Regions from separate parts of the Mus musculus genome. Here all the other regions are linked to region 1. A link is a contact called in public promoter capture Hi-C data. All regions are on one chromosome and are shown on one strand. The core of a region is the stretch at or near the end of the contact, and the rest is flanking DNA. Distances in the headings are between cores, read along the strand shown.

Region 1 (2,539 bases), core at 20-2,519:
TTTAATAATTTTCAGTGAAATTAGTGTATTTTTATCTACACAATATAATGTGATGCCCACACATTTTTTAAACAATTTGAACTATATTTGGTGAACTCAGTGTTGAAGAGACTCAAACTTAGATTTAAAAAAAAAAAAACAAACCCTCTCAATCAGGTTCTCTGGTCCATATGTTGTCTAGAATATAAATATAGATGCCATTCTTCAAGTACCACTCACTGTTCCCAGCTGCTTTGTTCCCTACTTGCCATTCAGTGGCTTCGGCCTGCAGTTAGAATTAAGGATAGTCTTGTATTTCTAGGCCCTATACAACGGAGCTCTCAACTCCCTCTCTAATCTAATGGAAGGCTTCTCCAGGCAAAATACATTTCTCATCAACACAGATTCCTCGCAGTTCTAAAAGCCAAGCTCCTCCCTATTGCAGGTTCTCTGCATGATCTTTTTGCTTTACTCAATTCTCTGGGGCCTTTCTTCCATTACTGGCTTCTTCCTGCACTTCAGAGAGGCACAGCCTTGATCACTCTGGTTTCAAAAACCACCCTGTTATCTGCTACCTAGAATTCTTCCTAGAACTTTTATGTTTCTTCTCCAAGCATTAAATATATTTGGTTGTTGTTGTTGTTGTTGTTGTTGTTGAGCTTCTCCCACTAGACCTCAACTCCCTCAAAGCAGACCTTTTCTGGTTCCCTGACTGTTGTGTGTCAGCCCTGCTGGGTTTTCCAACAATATTGTCTGGATGAATGAGTCCAAGAGAAGGAGTGGAGGTATAAAATAAAACTGTAATCTCGGTTGGCAATAAAGATGAAGCCTGTTTTGCATAGATTAACTTCAACCTAGAGGAATTTTTTTTTAAAAGGTCCTATTTCTTCCTTCATTTGTTCATAGAATTCCAGCTAACATTATTCAATACTTTTTAGGCATACACTTTACATTTCTGAGTAACTCTGTAGAGGTAATCAACCTTTATTATCCACATTTTTCAAAGGCATCTTGCCAATAGCCATTAACAGTAGACCTGCAGTCTAGTTTAAGTAGGCCATATCCAATTAATCAATGTAATGGACACCCTTTCAATCAACAATAGCTGTTTTATCAACGCGCTTTTCAGAGAACCCCTCTGAATTCCCCCTTTTCCCTGACCTCTGTCTCGGGACTGAAAGCTACTGGTGGTTGCTAACCGCTTAGGGGGTTTTCTGCAGAATACCAGTGACTTTGGTGGGCGGATCTCAGCTCAGACCACTGCACCAAGCAGCAGTGCCGGGAAGGAAGAAGCAGGTCTGTTGGCCATAGCTGGATGCTTGTGAAAGAGGAAGGTACAGTGCGCCTTGTTCTTACTCGCCAGGGGCTCGGAATCTCCCAACCTGAAGGGGAACCACGACGCGTTTCCCCAGCTACACTCGCCGTCACCAGCCAGCCCGGCCCCACCCCGCCCACAGCCCCACCCAGCGGCCCGCCCACTTGCGGGACCCTTGTTAGTCCCCTCCCCCCACGACCCACCCCCTAGCTCGGCCCATTCCTGCCCCTCGGGTCAGATTCGGCCTGTGATTGGTTTTTGTTGCCATAGTCCCCGCCCCCATGTCTTTACCGTCACTCCCAAGATGGCGCCGGCCGCGGCGGGTTCGGCGGCTGGTGCTGAGGAAGGAGGCGGAGGCTTTGGCGACCGCGCGGGGAGGGGGAGTCCCGTCTGACTGAGACGGCTGGGCGGAGCGCCGGGCCGGGAGATGAGCTAAGCTGGCTGCAAGCGCCGCGACATTCAGCCCCCTCGTGTCCCGCCCGCCGCGCATGAGGGGATCAGACTCTGCATCTCAGGCTCTTCCCGGTGCTCGCGCGGGGGCCGGCGGGGAGGTGAGTGGCGGGGGCGGCGGCGTGGGCATCGGTGGCATAGGGAGCTGTCACGGCCCTGAGGAGGTGACTGGCAGGGGGACGCCGAGCCGGGTGATAGGACTTGGAGGGCCGCTAGGCGCGGGCAGCTGCTAGGAGGGGCTCTGGCCGTCCCGGAGGATGGCGAGATGCTGTCGATGGCGTTCGCGCGCCTCCGTGTGGGAACGAGCGCGGGACACCGGGGGGGTCCCTCCGGACTGGCCATTTGGTGCTGGCCTGGGGCTGTTGTTGTTGGGGTGATGGGGCGGGGGCGGACGGTGGGGAGGTCCTGAAGCTGGGATTTTGACAAGCTCGTTACGTAAGGTTGCTTCCCGGAATCCCACCTGCTCTGGGTTTCAAACCCGCGGCGGGGGCTGCTTTCCCGCGGCTGTTCAGTCCAGATGCCGGGGCCCGGCTGGGGCTCAGGTTCCACGTGAGCCCGGCCAGCGTCCAAGTTGACCAGTGTGTGTGTGTGTGTGTGTGTGTGTGTGTGTGTGTGTGTGTGTGTGTGTGTCTGTGCACACGCGCGCGCAATTCTTGGTCATCACCACTCCTTTTGAAGTTTATCTCTTTCTAGAGGGGAAAGACGAAGGAGGGGGCAGGGGGAGAAGGGGCAAAAAAGCTTGTGACCTAGAATTGGGTCGCAGCGACATCTCTTTTATGGTGCTTTTAAATGACA
Region 2 (2,539 bases), core at 30-2,529, 2.9 Mb before region 1:
CAGCAATCTCAAATACCGCACAGCAAATAACATGTATATAAACAATAAACTGTACTCGAGAAATGTGGTATATGTAATTTAACTCATTAAAATTTCAATTGGGAAAATACACTTTTGATACCATTAGTACTCAGTGGAACTTTTGTTTGTATTTTTTTTAAGTGTTGGAGTGCAAATTCAGAGATTTGCTCATGCTATGTAGGAAGATTAGATTATTCACAATGCTGAAATGTCTTGCTATTTTAAGTAAACAATATAAAAAATTATTTTATTTCAACATTCTCTATCATTTAACTTTTTTTTCCTTTCTCGTTTATAGGCTACAAGAATATTTAACACAAATTAAACCAAAAGACTCGTTTAGACTGTAGATTATTAAAGTACTTTTCTCAATAGAGTCACACGTAAACTAGAAGCAAACCAGAGTCCAGCGATATACTAGGGTAGGTATCCTTAAGTAAATATAAAGACTGACGTTTCCTCATTTTAAAAAGTTCCGTTTTTTTTTTTTTTCGTGTGTGTGCGTGTGAAAGTAACGATTTCTAAAGCCAGCCCTCCTTCGCAGTAAAAGTGTAACCAGGATGTGGCTCTCCTGAAGAGTCTAGGAATACTGAGGAATGTGGGCGTGGGAGATAGAGTAGGCGTGTGGGATGGCCTGGGGACAAAGATAGCGCAAGGTGGCGGAGCTGCAGAAGGACCCTGACCTCAAGGCTAGAACTAGGGAAGGGATGCCGACGGAGCTGTGGAGGCTCAACTCCCCCAAAGTGCCAGCGCGCACCCCGGCTGCGCGCCGCCCGGGGTCCCCAGACCTGCCACCTGCGCAGCGGGCGGGGAGGAAGGAAGCTGGGGAGGGATGGGCAGCCCAAAGGATGGCAACCCGAGGAGGTGGTGGCAGACAGCCCCGGATTCGGAGGCAGCCTTCGCGGGCTCAGAGGACTGGGAGGGCGCCGGCACACCAGGGTCGCCAGCCACCAGAACTCTGCAGTGCGGAGCTTCGGCCTACACTGTACTACGGACTCAGCTCCCGGGCAGTCCCCAGTCTCAGCGTGAGGAGGGCGGCGACCCCCACGCAGTCCTCCCACCAGTACTCACGCTGACTTCATGACCGCAGGCTCCGTGCTATCCTGACGCGCGCGCGGGACGTCGGGCTCCGACAGGAGCAAGGCTGGCGGGAACTAAGCCGAGCAAACCACGGCCGCGGGGACCAGGACTCAATCTGAGGAGAGCCCGGCGGCGACGCTGCAAGCCCAAGTGTGCGCCCGCCCGGCGCATTTCAAACAGGCCAATCAGCGGCCGCCTGCGGCGAAGGGGCGGGGCCTCGGGGAGCGCTGGCACGGCCAGCAGGGGCGCTCGTCTCCTTGGCAACCCAAGGGCGCCAGCCGGAGGCTGAGGAGGGCAGCGCTGGAGAAAAACCTGAGAGGGGAAATCCCGGCCCTTCCGCCCTTCCGTTCTGACGCAGAAGCTGAGATCTCCCAGTCTTTGTCCTGAGAACCTCTAAGGAAGTAAAGCCTTGGTCGGGCATGTTCTAATTTCAGGCTGGCCGCTGGCTACCACATCATCTTATTCATTTTATTGTATTTATATTTTATTTTTACCTTTACTTTTAGTTCTACGTTTACATTTTATCTTACTTTTGATATTTATTTTGAGACGAGAGTATCTTGTATCCCAGGCTGGCCTCACACTTACAGTGAGGACCCCAGAATGATCTTGAAGACTATACCAACTTGGCAGACAACCTGTTGTAAGTTCCTTTCTCTGGATTCTCCAGTTCTCTCTCTCTCTCTCTCTCTCTCTCTCTCTCTCTCTCTGTGTGTGTGTGTGTGTGTGTGTGTGTGTGTGTGTGTGTGTGTGTTTCATGGTGCTAGTGATCAAACCTAGAGCCTCACAATGTTAGGCAAAGGTGATACCACTAAGCCACACATCCTTAACCTTCAAATTCTTGATTTTGATGTTTCCTGGATATACAGAGATGCATAAAATCTACCCACTGCCCTTGTGCAACCACCGTTTACCCTTTGCCTTCTACAAGTTGATTCTTTCTCATTTAATCCCAGCCCCCATGCTGACGATTCCCCAGGGATGTAGCCACACCTGCGTTCTGTGACTCAAGCTCCACTTAGAACTTCCTTTAGGGCCAGCACTGATAAGGATAGCCAGTTTAATATCCATAGTTAATGTCCATATTACTGGACATTAGTCTTTCCAATATTTACTGTTGCAAACTGCTTCGATGAATAAACCTGAAAATGCATCCATGGATAAATTTCCAGAAGCAGATAGAAAGCTACCAGGCTTTGCCACCATCACTTTCCAAAACCGATCCATTTGACTGCACTCTCACCTATAAGTCACAGGTCTGGGAGAGCCCTAGGGTGGGTCATCGCCCTTTGCTTGAGACCCTCAGTGGGGCCCTGAGGCTAGTCTTCCTGTTCAGTTGCGTCACCTCTCACCTGTCCCAAGCCCAACGCTCATGCGTGGAACGTTTCTGCCCCCACACTCGAGTCTCTCTGCTGTCTCTCAGCCTTCCTTTCCTCGG
Region 3 (2,539 bases), core at 17-2,516, 2.1 Mb after region 1:
TGAGACATTGGAACTTCTAGGACCATTATTTTCCCCGTACACACATAATAATTTACATAGTTATCTATATCACCATATTTAGTATTGACTTACAGTTTATTCATTTTTGGTGTTCCAGAGATGGCCCCATATGGCTGAAGATGATCTTGAATTTCCAACCCTCCTGCCTAAACCCCAAGTGCTGGATTATAATAAGTGTGCCCCATACCCCTAGATGTATCCAGTGCTGGAAATCAAACTCGGGGTTTCTTACTTACTGGGTGAGCACTCCTCCATGAGGGAATGCGGTGTTTTAATTTTCTTCTGCTTTATGCAAATTGAGTATTATACATCTTTTTTTTTTCCCCAAATTGGTAGGACAGTCTTAGGGTCAAGCTTATAAATGGTGTATGTGTGTGTGTTTAAGCCAGGGGGTCAATATCAGGTTTCTTTCTTAGGTGCCACCTACCACGTTTTCTGAGACAGAGGCATATCAAACACAGCAGCAAATGGGATTTGTTTAAAAAACTATTTCAGAGCAAAGCAAACCGGAGGTGAAGCCTATCCGGTGCAGAACTTCAAGTCTCACTCCTTAGAAGGCACAGACACAAGACTAGAAGTTTGTTTCACAACCCGTCAGTGGGATCTTTCTAGTTAAAAATTATTTATTTAGTGGTGTTAGGGATTTAACCTAAGGCTTCATGAAGGCAAGGCAAGCATGCTATTAGCTGAGCTACACCTCCAACCCCAAAATCAGATTTTTAAATTTAATTATGAGTGTGTGTGTGCGCGCGCGCGCATAGGGAGTGCAGTGCCATAGAGATCAGAAAAGACCTGCAGATCTCCCTGGAGTTGAGTTTGAGGCAGTTTCGAACCGCCCAGCTCGGTTCTGAAAACCAAACCCAGATCGTCTGCGGGAGCAGTACACAGTCTTAACCAACACACACTCTTAAGCGCTGAGCCAGCCCCCTCCCAGGCTCGCCTATGGTGTTTGTAATACAGCGAAGAACAAAGATTATTGTTCCGTGTGTCCCCCTGTCCGCTGCCCCGCACAATGAACAGGGGAGACCAGGCTAGTTGCAGCCTCGGGTCTGGTTTCCCTCTAATGCCTAATGCCCGGGCCTCCGAAGCCCGGCCTGGGTGCAGGGCGGAGTCGGAGTTTAACGCAGAAGCCATTTAAATGTCCCTCATTGGACTTGGCCCGGCGGTCAGGGCGGGAGCCGTACCACTGAGACGGGAGCCTAGAGCGGTCGCCCCCGCCTCCACTCCTCTCCACTCCTCCCCGCCGCCTCTATCCCGGAAGTTGCTGAGGGGCGCTCGAAAGCGAGCAGTTCGTCTCGGCGACCTGGAGCGGCCGCGCTTGCGGAGCCGTCACCATGCCCGTAAGTTTTTGACTTTGGGCTCGGGCTTGCTTTCCTTCAGGCTTTCTGTTAGTCTGGCGCCTCGGCAGGCGGCTAAGCCCGCGGCGTCTCTTGCTCCTGCGGGCCGAGGCATGGCGGGCTTGTTGAGACTTGTCCGGGCGACACGGCGCGGCATGGCGTGGCGGGCCCTGTCCGGGCTCGCGTGAGTGGCCAGCCCGTGGGGTGCAGCTCCCAGCTCACCATGGGCTTCAGGGTCACTAACGGGCCTCGCAGCTTCCGACACGTTCACTCCACCCCGGGCGAGCATGCCGCAGCCCTGTGCTGGCCATTGGATGTGGAGCCCCGGGGCTGAGGTCATCCCGGCCTTGTTCTGATCTGCTGCGCTGCGGCTTCGGGGAGGCCCGAGCCAGACGCTGGTTTTTACTTAGCTTTGATGGCTACCCAGCCAAACGACAAAGGGGTTCTCTCTCCCATATGCTGCCCGAGCGCTGTAAAGTGCCAGGAAAGGACTGGCAACGTGTGGGTGAAAGTGGTCCTATCTTGAAAAGTTAGGGTCTTAAGTACCCCCTCTGCGGAGTGTGCCTGTTGCTCCTGCTTTGCGTTCCTCGTGTGATTCGGGCTGCCACCCGTGTACTGTGACTCCAGTAGTAACAATATGTTTCCTTCCACAGCTGGCTAGAGATCTGTTACACCCTTCCTTGGAGGAGGAGAAGAAAAAACATAAGAAGAAACGGCTGGTTCAGAGCCCAAATTCTTACTTCATGGATGTGAAATGTCCAGGTATAAAATTTCAAATTTCCCTGTCCTAAAGGACGTTTCAGGAAAGATTCACACTTTAATAAGTCAGGATCCACTGTTGACTAGAAATGACATTACAGAATTGTCATAAGGGTCATTTTAAAGAAACATACTCAAACCTTTGTAGAAACATATGGGAGCCAGGTAAAGGATACGTTGACTTAAGTCTTTAACTTAAGATGATCATTAAGATGATGAATTTTCTTTTTTGCAATGCAAATAAAATATATGTTGATTCTTCATTCTCAAACTGCTGTCTGATGTGTTTGCTATACCATATGTGTCTGTTTAGTACTTAACATGTGGAAATGGAAACAGAATTTAAGAGTAAAACACTACACTGAAGCTATAACTTGAAACAGATGACATGTCTGTTACATGCTGAAATGTTAACGGTTCTG

The links. Promoter capture Hi-C pulls out the DNA fragments that hold promoters and counts their contacts.
Region 2: a promoter capture Hi-C map of erythroid cells shows a contact between it and region 1, with 12 times the contacts expected there. The contact joins the promoter of Kif23 here to the promoter of Dennd4a in region 1. A contact is called at or near these places in 2 of 39 promoter capture datasets (erythroid cells and frontonasal cranial neural crest).
Region 3: a contact with region 1 is called in a promoter capture Hi-C map of erythroid cells, with 13 times the contacts expected there. The contact joins the promoter of Rps27l here to the promoter of Dennd4a in region 1. A contact is called at or near these places in 2 of 39 promoter capture datasets (erythroid cells and pre-B cells).

What each region holds. Positions count from the first base shown.
Region 1 is chr9:64,809,742-64,812,280 of GRCm38.p6, forward strand. Dennd4a (DENN/MADD domain containing 4A) reads left to right here and starts at 1,270. Exons shown (of 35, transcript NM_001162917.1): 1 at 1,270-1,279; 2 at 1,599-1,845. Gm36459 (a long non-coding RNA gene) reads right to left here and starts at 1,674. Exons shown (of 3, transcript XR_379559.2): 1 at 1,586-1,674; 2 at 1,205-1,361.
Region 2 is chr9:61,945,520-61,948,058 of GRCm38.p6, forward strand. It overlaps Kif23 (kinesin family member 23), which reads right to left and starts at 1,280. Exons shown (of 23, transcript NM_024245.4): 1 at 1,093-1,280. The coding sequence starts at 1,103.
Region 3 is chr9:66,944,820-66,947,358 of GRCm38.p6, forward strand. Rps27l (ribosomal protein S27-like) reads left to right here and starts at 1,267. Exons shown (of 4, transcript NM_026467.5): 1 at 1,267-1,361; 2 at 2,012-2,120. The coding sequence starts at 1,356.